2 separate regions of the Bicyclus anynana genome follow, and region 2 is linked to region 1. Evidence: chromatin contacts called from public Hi-C data. All regions are on one chromosome and are shown on one strand. The core of a region is the stretch at or near the end of the contact, and the rest is flanking DNA. Distances in the headings are between cores, read along the strand shown.

Region 1 (6,852 bases), core at 134-2,633:
ACGCCCCATACAAAATTTTCAATTATTCATATATGCTTTGTTCATGCATCTAATGTTGTTGTGTCTATTATTGTAAGTAAAACAAAACTTTTGCTAATCTACTTTACTAGAACTTAAAACGCAATAGAGCTTTTTACAAACTACTAACGCCATCTAGTTTCACAGTATCGAACAAAAAGTGTTTCCAACTCCGTCCGCCGGCGCTAGCGTGTCGAATACGCTGAAAAGTGAAAAATGAACTCCTACTTACAAATATTTAAATTATAACCATAAACAATTCGAGTTTTTGTTTCATTATGAATTTATCAATAAATTATTAATTATGGCATAGAAAATAAAATCGAAAAACATTAAACTATGGTATAAAATGTAATACATTTATAGGAGTAGTTATATACTTTATCAGCAATCTCTTAATTTCCATAATATTTAGCAAACTCACAAATGTTTGTAATATTCATATTAACGCTATTCAATACGCATTGTTATTAAACTCAGACTTACACAATGGGCTGAAGCTTTTTAAACACCCGCTGAAATGTATACAGCGCCCTCTTTTATTGCATCGTCGCATAAACTGCCACGAGCCAAACATCGCTCTATCTCGCTTTGTCGCACAGTTCTCTGTATGTTTATCTCTCTCAGTGTATTTGTCGCTCGCTCTTATCGATCGGATCATTGATCTTTGAAATTCGTCGGCAAGTCGAGTGGCGCGCGCAGTCGCTGGCCACTGATAGGGATGTCAACCGTACTATGATACATAGTATTGTACTATATTATGAGTCTGCGTACTATATACTTTTGAAGAAATAGAGTACTAGTAGAAGAATAGTAGTAGTAGTTTTCAACACTAACATTTTTTATTTTAAAACTTTATGAAAATTAGATTTTCACAGATGCATCTAAGAGTAGCTCCAAACTTGTCTATCTTATTGAGTTCCAAACTTTAAACGAACAAATTAAAAAAAATAACTTTCAGTTTCCAAAATTTTATTTAAAATTTAATGTGCAAAATGATAATTATGACACTCTCATTTTAAACAATTATACCTTGAATAATGCAACAAGTGTAAATAAATATAGTATTTTTTTTAATAAATGTCGAATTTTTGATTATTCCATAAATTAAGTGTACTATATTTTTATAGTTAAAACTGAAAAACATTATTTTTCAGAAAAAAAAAATTGCCAACCCTAGCCACTGTCGCCCGTCCCGCTCGCACACGCTACGGTTACGTTCTCGTGTTTCTTTTATTGCCGTTTTATTATTTCTTGTAGATGATCACGCGATTGTAGCTGTCGCTTGGCGCGCACACGTCATGTCCCCCGTCCCGCTCTAACGCGTAAGTTGGTGAATGTTTCGTCTCGTTCCGGCCGGCGCACGTCGGACTCGCTGCCGTGCGTCGATGTTTTGGGAAGTGCACCCGCCCGCCGTTCCCACGGTTCACCTTCTGAGCTGACTTCCTTACGAAAAAAACAAACAAGAGCTCGCTGTTGAAGAAAATCGACGTCTGCCGGTCGCGTTGAATGATTAATACAATTATGAACGCGCACGCTAGCTACCATCTCTTGACGTTAATAATAGCTCTTTATAAAGGACACGTGGTTGGTCAATGTCAGTTAAACGAAGGTTTTAAGGCTTTGATACGCATTTTAATGGGGTTGTTGAGGCACAGAAATTGTTTTGTTGCCAAAAAAAGTTTTAGGTTGCTTCGATGTACCTACCTAGTACTTACCGTTAGAAGAGATGTGGGCAACTTGGATTTTTTTAAGTTATCTAGATAGGTAGTTTTATGTGTTATTAATTAATCTTGGTACTTTCGAAGTTGGTTGAATAGGTAATAGCTATTAGATATTAAATATCTGTGTAATTGTAAATCTATTAAGATTTACAATTGCAATTGTAAATCTTATACGTTGCATAAACATTTTTTATGCAAGAATTGTTTTTCGGCTAATGGTGGTTGTATAAGATATAGATGAGATATTCTTTGCTATTTTCTACGTTTTTATTACTTTTGATAAACAGTTAAAAGGCTTGTAATGCAGAAATCGTAAATTTTTTATTTTATTTACATTTATATCGTGACTAGTGTGCGCCCGTGACTCCGTTTGCAAGAAATTCTGTTGTTTACAACTCTGTAACACTGTTGGTAACTCTGTTAACACTGTTGGTAACATACCTTAAAAAAATCATCTAAATGCGAGTATGCCTAGGGTACTATGTATTAGGATTTTATTTAACTAATCTAGATTATCTTAAACAATGCATTAAATATTGTTTTATTCAATAAGCAATATTTATGTTATGCAATTGTTTTAGTAGCTTTAGTTGGTATCAATCGCCAATAAAACTCCTTAATTGATACTCATATTTTTTATTATTAGCGGACGCTCCACTGTTTCTACTTTACTGATATAATAAAGCCTTTATTACTCTGGTAACGCTGCTTTCTATTAGTGAAAGAACTTTTAATATCGATTTAGTGGTTTAGGCTTGAAAACGTAACGAACAGACACACTTTCGTATTTTAATATAAAGTATCCTAACTTTATATCGACACTACTTTACTGCAATTCATACTAATATTATTAATTATACATAGACAATATAATGAACTTCAATAGAAGTTTTTTAAAATGTTAATATACTTTCATCCGCCCGTGCGCGATTCTATCGATCGTCCGTATGGATTTTAGTTTGTAACAAATCCCTCGAAAACCATGGATTTTTCCTGGATAAAAAGAGGCCTATGTGTTAATCCAGGCTATAATATATCTCAGTTCCAAATTTCAGCCAATTCGGTTCAGTAGTCGAGGCGTGAAAGAGTAACAAACATTCATATCATCAAAATCATCAGTTTTCGCAAATCTCGGGAAACCATGCATTTATTTAGCCTATGTGTTAATCTAAAGTAAAATCTATTTCCATTCAAAATTTCAGCCAAATCGCTTCAGTTAAAGAGGAACAAACATCCAAACAAACATACATCCAAACATCCATACAAACTTTCGCGTTTAAAATATTAATAGGATGTGCAATTTATTTATATTTAATTGTATTATTATAAGTTTAAAGTAGATATATTTAACTTTATATATTACGTTTTCCTTAAAGCTTCTAATAGCTTTAATAATATTTTTTCTTGTAAATGAAATGAGGTTAAAAAACGAATATTGGCACGCCACGTGTACCGCGGCCGTGGGAACGCGCTCCCCCTGGATATCTTCACCGAGGGATATAGTTTCTTGAGCACATGCCAGCGCTAAGACAGCTTACTGTGGATACGCCAGTCTATACTCGCGAAATTAACTTTTCTTTAAAAAAATAAAACATGCACGTCTTAAGACGCTCGACAAAAGTGATAATTTTAACTAATTGTCTTAATTAATTGAATCTAATTAATTATTGAATTTAATTGAGAATTCTCTATTGTCGAAGAGGTGTGAAGCAGCAACATAGAAAGTTTTAATATTGTCTGTAGGCGTAAAATCAGGTCAAAGTATGCTTGTGCAAGGGTCAAACGTGCTGACGTAAATGTAACGCGTTACGTTAACAAGCGGTTTACCCTCTTTTATGAAGTTATCACTTCTACACAATCTTAGGCATATGATTTTTTTAATCTATACTAATTTTGTAAAGAAGTTTGTAACTGTGTAGGGGGTAGGTAATCTCTGGATCTACTAAACTTATTTTAAATACGAGGCTACGGCTTCTCCGTTATCAGAAGTCCGTTCCGCCGATATACTTTTACAGATAGACAGCCACGTTATTTATGAGTATCATAGGCAATTTTATCCGCGTATTTCCACGGGAATGGGATTTACGCGGATAATAAGGAGTATCAGCTACTGCCCAACATGGTTATTATTCCATTCCATTCTAATGAAAAAAATACAATAGGCATTTATATTTTTTAAGCGTTCCCGTTCTTCTCAAATTCTCCGTAAAGTCTGTGTCAATGCTAGATACAATACTCCAAAACAGCGACAGCGACAGGATCTAATTTATGACTTCTGGGTTTTAAGTCTGGCGTTAGACTATTGCCGTGGACTCCTCAAACTAATAGGACCATAATCAATAGTTAGGAAAATTTTGGTTATTTTCTAAAAATATATGTAGTTAGAAATTTAAAATATATTGTTAGTTTGAAAATAATACTTAATTAATAATCTGAAACTAATGTATTTTAAAGTTATTTTCAAAATGCCGTTTTGTGTTTCTGTATTAGGTACATCTTTTAAATAGCATTAAAATGCTGTTTAATCAGTTATCAGTTACTCGAGTACCATAGTGGAACTTTCTGTGAAAACACAGAAATATAATATAAGCCTGTGAGACACTCACAAATAACGTTGCTTTCTAAATAGTCTTTATTTCTATTGATTGACACGCATTTGAAATCTTACCTCCACAAACCCACAAAGTCTTTATAAGACGTAAAGTTTGTCAGATATAAGGAAAAAAAACGAAAAGTACCTACTTAATCCTTATCCACAAGTTTCTGTCGTCGCGCCCGTTCCATTGAATACCCGTCCCGCATGAAGATTCGCCATCTGTCTCGTTGAGACTTGAATCACGACGCAGTTCGGGCCGCAGACGTCTATTGACACAACTATGGACTCAATTAACTAGAGACAAAGATCAAAACAATACTGTTCTAATTCATACTTATATTATACGAAAGTGAGTTTGTTTTTGTGTTACGTTTTCACGCTTAAATTACTAAACCAAACGTATTTTCATGAAAAATAGAAGTGTCATTATGCATTATTCCTTGTATTTTCTCTTTTTCGATTGGTTGTCTGGAAGAGATCGCTCATTAGCGATAAGGCCGTCAATTGAACATTAGTTTTTAAGTTAGTTTCGTGCCTGTTATTATTTTTGGTGTACAATAAAGTATATTTAATTCATTCATTCATTCAAGTGTAACTTTGCAACTAGTGTTGTTAATATTGCAATTAGAGCCTTGTTTGTTACGTTTTTAACCCTAACTAGATGCAGCAATTTTTATGAATTATAGTGCAGAAATGGATTACACTCAATAACAAATAAAATATGTATATGATTCATCATCCTCTCATCGGTAGCGAGGCGATAACTAGTGCTAAATTGCAATCGTTGAAGCATCGCCGAAAAGTTGCCTGACTGCCTGTTTTTTACAGGATCTATTTCAGAAAGTGCTTAGGAACTTTTCGATCTAGTTCCATCTTTACCTTTTTACTATAGAACTGTCAGGCATCGGTCTGCATCCATGCGCTTCCAGCATCCGTTTTCCCACCTACAGCATGGGTATATTCAAATCAAGAGTGAGTAGGTATCTTCTAGGCAAGCGAATTCCACCATAGGCTGCAAATCGTTTACTGTCAAGCACGATTTCAACCAAGCGCTCGCCTCTGACACTCAGCGGGTGAATGGTCCCCTAGGAGTGCCCCTACGTCTATGAATTCCACTGTACGACCAATGGTAACTTCTTAAAGAAAACTCACTATTTTATATCCCGACTCACACGGACCCAGTGCCTAATCGTCCGAAGCCGCAAAGCTAACGATTGGTCCAATGAGGCATTTACACTGTCACGGGCTAGTAATTACGTAATGCAGTTTTACTGTCGGAAGTATGTAAGAACGGTATGTAGGTATCTACCTATTCGCCAAGTTCACACGTATGCGTCGTGAGAGAAAAGGGTCGTTATATAAATTGGATAAACGGAGACAAGACTGACGGCAGGAAAAAGAGGACAATCAATCAATCATTCATTATTCCGTGACGTAAGCACCTATATTAAGGCTGACGCACACTTATGAATTTTCACTTTAAATAAAGATAGTTCATTAGAGAAACATACATCCTAGAGAAAATATATGTATAAATACAGGAGTAGGTATATTATTTTTGTCACAGCATTTGCTGTGCATTAAGTGACTCTTCGAAGTCTCGATTTCAAGTACAAAACTCTCTCATTTTCATAAATACTTGGTATTAACTTAATAAAATATTTACTAAAGCTTCCAATATGATTACAACATCATATTCGCTACGCTAGTGAAAACAAATCTATACTAATACTATAAAGAGGTAAAGTTTGTGGTATTGTAGGGCGTAATCTCTGGATTTACTGAACCGATTTTGAAAATTCTTTTACTACTAGAAAGCCACATTATTTGTGAGTGTCTTATGCTATATTTTATCCCCGTATTCTCATGGAAACAGAAACTACTCTGGATTAACACATAGGCTACTTTTCATCCCGGAAAAATCCATGGGTCCCGAGGGATTTGTGAAAAACTGAATTCCACGCGGACGAAGTCACGGGCGTCCGCTAGTTATGTCTAAAGCATATACTCAAGCAATACATTTTTCAAAGTTGAGATAAATTTTATGGCTTTCCATAAGCGTTTACATAAAAGATGCAAATATCTACATGGGTAAGTAATTTTTTTAAAAAACAAATTTGTTTAAATTTTAAATTTTTATGCAAAACGCACGCGGAATTTTTTAAAACCTATGTAAAATTTGAATTTTTGCATTTTAATCCCGTAATTCTTAATCAAAAGCCTTAAATGGTTATATTAAAGACCATTTATGTCTTCTTAAAATAAATTTAAATTTAATAAATTCAAGGACTAATGGAATGGTTAAACTCTATTTACTTAAATACCTATATAAATATAAATTATTTGTATGATGTACGTTTGTGGTGACAACTTCTTTATTGTAGCCGTTTGATTTTTATTGAACCATTCTGATTTTTTTTTATAACCTTAACCTTTTTATTGAATGCGAAAGTTCAGCTAAATATTTTTATCTCCACCTTAAAAATGTGCTAAATGCATGTAATAATTTGACAT
Region 2 (6,687 bases), core at 2,534-5,033, 200 kb before region 1:
GACCAGGCGCGAGGCATCATAAGTGTGCCGTCCACTGGCGGGGGCACCGGCGTTGTGATACTTACTGGCACTGCTAAGAAGAAAGTTACTGAACAGAAAAATAAAGGTAAACTTTTATGTTTATTAAATAACAAGAGCAACTAGTAAGCATGTCAACATCCAATGGTATTAGGGTTGCCATCATTTCTTGAGAAAAATATTAAAAATAAAATACAGTATATTTCAGATTTAGCCACAAAAAAATATAGTATGCTCAAAGAAAATACAGTTTTTTACGAAATAAGCGATAAAACTCGTTTGTTTTTCTAAAAACTATTTATTTACAATCACCTACTACTGTATTTTTCAAGAATTTTCATCTTAAGTAAATAAGATATATTTTATGCTTTTACACATTTTTCAAGCTCATTTTTTGATTGTTAATTTCAAGTTCGGAATTCGTTAAGATAGACAGGTTCGGATTCGATGATAATGTTTATAACATTTAAAGTTCATGAAGTTGTTGAAAATGCAGTATCTTTGGGTACTATTATTACATTCTTCAACGGTATATAGTACGCAAACCCGAAATATAGTACAATACTATATATTATAGTATTGTACTATGGCTGGCAACCCTAAATGACATGCACATCATTGCATAAGGTTTCTAACTAGGCTAGGCATGGCAACTTCTTTTCCCATACAGGTTTGGAGCGAGTCCACAGGGTAAGTGATGACCTGGCAAAAGTAACAATACAAACATAGATAAAATTTAGTCAATAAATTAATCTAGATAATAGCATAATTGTAGAACTTTTATTGTACTTTTAATATAGCTAATTGAACCACAGACATACAAAAATATAAGCCTCCTTCTAACAGAGTTGGGTAAAAAGGCCAAAAATATCTTTTATCTGTTTTCTGTCTATATGTTTATTATTGATAATCAATGAATAATATGTCCATCTATCAGAGAAGTGTATGAGTGTTTGCAATTGAACATTGTAGAACCAACTTCTTCAGCTTTGATATGTACTTACTGGGAGTTATAGAGTGTCTGGTATTGCCACTTGGATTCGACGTATTTCGCGGCAATTACTCATAAATGAAATGGCGTAAAGTAATGTAAGAATTAATGAATTTAAAGTATAATTAATTACTTATGTTATAGGTGAATTAATAGAACAAAACCAGGATGGATTGGAATATTCGTCAGAGGAAGAAACCGAGGACATTAAAGACGCGGCAGCGAACCTCGCTTCGAAACAGAAGAAAGATCTTGCTAAAGTGGACCACGCCAGCTTGATTTACATGCCGTTTAGAAAAGCTTTCTACACAGAGGTATATGATAAGTATTTACAATTATTTACCCTAAACTGGCGGCTCGAGACTGTTGTGCTTGGAATTCCATACAAGAGGCCTATGTCCAGCTGTGAACGTCCATCGGCTGATAATGATGATGATGAAAAATGACCCTTTTCTACTTCTACTTATTCACTCTTTCCTAAATGATAAATATCATTTAGGAAAGAGTGAACAGGCATCTTCTAGGCAAGCACAATACATCTTAGACCTCATCAAGCAAGCCTATACATAACATAACATAACATAAAAAACATAAAAAACATTGATCACTTTAAATAAATTCAACATTTTCATTAATTCACCAACTGACCTAGTAGATTGAATAACAGTTAAAATTTCATTACAATAAATGGTTAGTTATTAGTATTACATAGCCAATTTAAAAATCACTATAATTAACTTTCATATTTATTTAAGTTAAATTGATATACTTGGGCTTGGATTTGTCCTCCGCAAGATAGGGCACCCTTTTTCGGACATATTTTCACCCCTGTGGGAAAACTAAGACTAAGACTAAGACTAAGACTCTATAGGTTTTTCTTTTTTGGTGGGTAGGTCTGAGGTCTCCATATCCCTTCTGTAAGGTCTGACCTCGTAGTAGGCTATTAAAATAGTCTGATAATAACTATGTTTTTGTCTGTATCAGGTAAGCGAGCTATCACGAATGACCCCAGAAGAGGTAGAAGCGTACAGGACCGAGCTAGAAGGCATTCGCGTGAAGGGCAAGGGTTGTCCAAAACCTATCAAATCATGGGCGCATTGTGGGATCAGCAAGAAAGAGCTTGAGATACTGAAGAAGCTTGGCTTTGAGAAACCTACGCCAATCCAGGCGCAAGCCATCCCCGCTATTATGTCAGGAAGGTAAATATTACACATTGGTTATTATAATACATAGACATAGTGCTAGTTGACCCAGGGAATGTGCCATAAAAATTTTCATATAATTTTTTAACTTAAATCGCTCATGCAAAAAAAAATACAAGCGAGCGTTTTCGTATTTTAGCTGAGACAATTTTTTCCAATGTTCCTGTAAAAAATTGATTCCACACTCCACCACAGTAAAAAATTGATGTTTTTCGATTAGTTATAATCACCTGTTAGATCAGTATAAATAAATGAAGCTCTATGTCTACAAAATTTGTCGATTCCTAAGCGCCAAACCAACTACATAACCCTGAAATTCGTGGATCCTGTCTCAAAGTCTATAAGTCAGATTAGAGCCTAGTCTAAAGTTAAAATACAATATAAATGAAAAAAAAACCATAAAAGTAATTTAAAAACTAACTTCAAAGGGAAGAAGATGTTGGCTTGATTTTTTTAAATTACTTACTCAAATGCTAAAAATGCATTCTTTTTTTACAGAGATCTCATTGGTATAGCAAAAACTGGTTCAGGCAAAACTCTGGCCTTCATCCTGCCAATGTTCCGGCATGTCCTGGACCAACAGCCCTTAGAGGACACTGACGGACCAATATCTCTTATAATGACACCAACAAGAGAGTTGTGTATGCAGATCGGGAAGGATATCAAGAAGTTTGCCAAATCGCTAGGATTGCGCGTTGTTTGCGTTTATGGAGGCACTGGGATATCAGAACAGGTATGTCTAATTGTTTCCTATTTTATGTTCAGGTCTGAAGAGCTGGCTCTTACTTTAAAACTCCATTATTTAAACTGTTCCAATGGCAGGACTATGTTGATAACGATCAATTAGGTAACAATCACTATTCTATGATAATCATGGGACTGGTTTTAACCATGGTAGTTACTGCCTTAGCCAACCCTGACAAGGCCCAGTCCAATAAAAATCATCCCTTAATATGCTCTCGACGCTTAGAGGCGTAACTCCAGGGGTGAGAATTTCTTGAAGGAAAGAGTAAAAACTAAAACTCAATCCTTAAGGTTGAATTTGCTCTGAATTTGGAATTTTATTGAATATTCGATCATATTTAAAGACCTTTAGGTATAATTTTCTTAACCAATAATTAAAACTGTCAAAGCAAAATTGGCCAGTTTTTAAGTGAATTTTTCTACATGATTGTGCATCCTTTTATTATAAGAGGTCATCATCATCGTGTTACCTTTATCCCACTTAAGTGGGGTAGGAAAAATATGTCAATCTTTTGCATTCGTCTCTGTTACTCGTCAACTCATCATCCACTCCTTTTACACACATGTCCTCTTTAACACAATCCAACCATCTCTCCTTTTGCCTTCCACTTCTTTTACACACATGTCCTCTTTAACACAATCCAACCATCTCTTCGTTTTGCCTTCCTCTCCTCTTATGTCCTTCCACTTGCACCGTAGAGGTCAATGGATACATAATATATTTCGTCATAGATAGCGGAGCTGAAGCGCGGCGCCGAGATGATAGTGTGTACGCCTGGTCGCATGATCGACATGCTGGCCGCCAACTCGGGCCGCGTCACCAACCTGCGCCGTGTCACCTACATCGTGCTGGACGAAGCCGACCGCATGTTCGACATGGGCTTTGAGCCGCAGGTCAGCGGTGAACCTACTATTCAATAGTTCTGCATAATCCTTTCTCAACGGACATCTATTAACTCTAAACTACCTCACTGCCTTTTATCTTTATACGTCTAGCGGTTCTCGATATTTCAGTGACTTTTATATATTTAGATATCAATGAACTGTATAGGATTGAATCCCTACTTGGTGGACCAACGACATTGAACCGAACTGCAGGCCCATTATGTATCTCGGTGTACCGTTCAAATTTTAAAAAAATAACCTTAAATGCACCATTTTTCATTAAGTGGTACCGTTATTTTGTTTCTATGATCATCTCACATGATTTTTTATTGTGTCATTTCGTTGAAAACACAATGTTAGATGATTGCAAAATACGATGAAAAACGATATAGTTACAGATTACTTGAATCGTAAACCGAGTTACATAATAACGTTAAATGTGTAACGTTTTGTTTAATTAGGTGATGAAGATAATCGACAACGTGCGACCCGACCGACAAACCGTGATGTTCAGTGCTACCTTCCCGCGGCAGATGGAAGCGCTCGCGAGGCGAATTCTGCAGAAACCTATTGAAGTTCAGGTACACCATAGACAAAGACCTGTTTGTTTTTTTGTGCGTGGAGGAAAAGTCCCCATGGACATCGGCCGACTTAGGTGTGACTTGCACAGAACTAAACAACCTCCCGTAGAATCCTTGGTCAGCACGGCACATAACCATAAACATCTGAAGCAATAATAAATACTAGACTACGTTTTTCCTTCTACAATGTAGGCTCCAAATCCTCTCTCTTATAAAGGGCCTTGATAAGGAAACCTTTTATTGTATATGAATGGTCCACCACAAGGAAGTGGGTCATAGGCTAATAGACGAAACCTCCATTAAAATTGGATATTAAGGAAATTCCAACCTAAAAAACAAATATTTTCACTAGCTTCGCTTATTCTTTCCTACTCCTAAACCCCAACAAACATTTCAAGACCAAGATAAGATAAATCCGTTCAGCTTTTCTCGAGTTTCTCGAGTTGACTAACTAACAGCATTTCATTTCTATATATTTATATATAAGGTTCTTTACTCCTTGAAAAAAAAAATACTTTGTGGTCCAAAAATATATTTATTTGAATTTTGCTAACTTTAAGTTTTAAGTTTGAGCAAGTTTACTTAGTTTATACTACTAGTTTTTAGCTAACTAGGTACTAACTTTTTAGTTCAAAGATGATTCAAATTAGTACAATATTTTATTGTAGGTGGGTGGCCGCAGCGTAGTGTGCAAGGAAGTAGAACAACACGTGGCCATATTAGAAGATGACGCGAAGTTCTTTAAGCTTCTAGAACTGTTGGGGCTGTACAGTCAGATGGGCAGTATCATTGTCTTTGTTGACAAACAGGAAAACGCTGACAGCCTCCTCAAGGATCTGATGAAGGCGTCGTATTCTTGCATGAGTTTACATGGGGGTAAGTCGTTATTGTTTTGAAGTACATAATTAGTTAATTGGAAAGCGATATTCTAAACAAATTACATAAACGAGTCATCGAAAGCGACATCTATAGGCAAATCACATAACTAAGTACTGGAAAGCGACATCTATGGGCAAACTACGCGACTGAGCCGTCGGAAGCGACATCTATAGCCATTTTATGTAACTTAATCGTCCAAAAGTGACATCTATAGGTAAACTACAGAAGTGAGTCGTCGAATGCGTCTTCTACAAGCAAACTACATAACTGAGTCGCCGAAAGCGACATCTAGAGGCAAACTATACAACTGAGTCGTCGAAAGCGTCATCTATAGGCAAACTATGTAACTTAGTCGCCGAAAGCGACATAGTAGATGGGCAAATTACATAACTTAGTCATCAAAAGCAATATGTGCTTATTAATATTAGATTATTTATTAGGCTGATTACATTTACACTCTTATTTTAATATGCTGTGATTTACATATCTGTATTGTATTTTTACATAGATATTTTAGAGACGGAAATATAGAAAACCTTACTAAAACTGATCAATTTTTATTTCAGCTTCTGTTCGTGTACAGAGGGGACATATTTGCGTGACATTTATAAAATTTGTGAAAGTGTGTACTGCCTCCATAAAAAAATTTTGCGAAATTAAATTTAATTATTAGTTTTAAATAACTTATTTTGCCATAACTTCGTGAAACTATTTTGTGATTATTTACATTGGTTTCAAACGACTGTCAAGAAGAATGCAAATAGCAATAATTAGAAATATATTATTTCTTTTAATTTTTAAAAAGTCCTACCGACTGCGCCAATTTTAAAGATAGGAAACAAAATATTTTATTTAATAATAATATTAATCGTTTATTCTCTATAAAACTGTAACATAATAGGGAAAAATAGCTTAACATTATAATTCATGGATGAGTAACAGGTATCTAAACTAAGAAAGAACTTGTATTATAGACACCTGTGCTCTTCCCTGCAAAGAGTATATTAAAAATAAATGATTACTGAAAAGAATGTCATTCCTTATTTCTGTTTTAATTATAAAAGGAGGCAGTATACCAAATCAATACTGTGTTAAAAGAGACGAATATATTAATAGTGGCCTGTTACAGGTATTGATCAATTCGACAGGGACTCGACGATCGTTGACTTCAAGTCTGGCAAGGTGAAGCTGTTGGTAGCCACCAGCGTCGCGGCGCGCGGGCTCGACGTCAAACAGTTGGTGCTGGTCGTCAACTACGACTGTCCCAATCACTACGAGGATTACGTGCACAGGTTAGTGTGGACAGAGATTACTGAGGAAAGGTAATGTAGCATAGACTAATGAAAAATATTTGGTGACTGAGCAGTACAAACTTTTTACCTTTATC

What was found. A called contact is a pair of places that touch in the nucleus more often than the background predicts.
Region 2: a Hi-C map of whole body shows a contact between it and region 1, with 2.6 times the contacts expected there. The contact joins two enhancer-like sites. A contact is called at or near these places in 2 of 2 Hi-C or Micro-C datasets (whole body and whole larva).

The regions. Positions count from the first base shown.
Region 1 is chr19:4,550,197-4,557,048 of ilBicAnyn1.1, reverse strand. No RefSeq gene overlaps it. Among protein-coding and RNA genes, the nearest start is that of LOC112045265, 29 kb to the left of the region's middle. Within about 2 kb of position 1,383, at least 8 of the 8 cell types and tissues checked have open chromatin away from gene starts, as enhancers often do.
Region 2 is chr19:4,757,012-4,763,698 of ilBicAnyn1.1, reverse strand. LOC112045235 (probable ATP-dependent RNA helicase DDX46) reads left to right here. Exons shown (of 18, transcript XM_024081340.2): 6 at 1-106; 7 at 1,154-1,323; 8 at 1,994-2,208; 9 at 2,710-2,944; 10 at 3,688-3,849; 11 at 4,302-4,421; 12 at 5,090-5,297; 13 at 6,430-6,592. Among protein-coding and RNA genes, the nearest start is that of LOC112045235, 6.6 kb to the left of the region's middle. Within about 2 kb of position 3,783, at least 6 of the 8 cell types and tissues checked have open chromatin away from gene starts, as enhancers often do.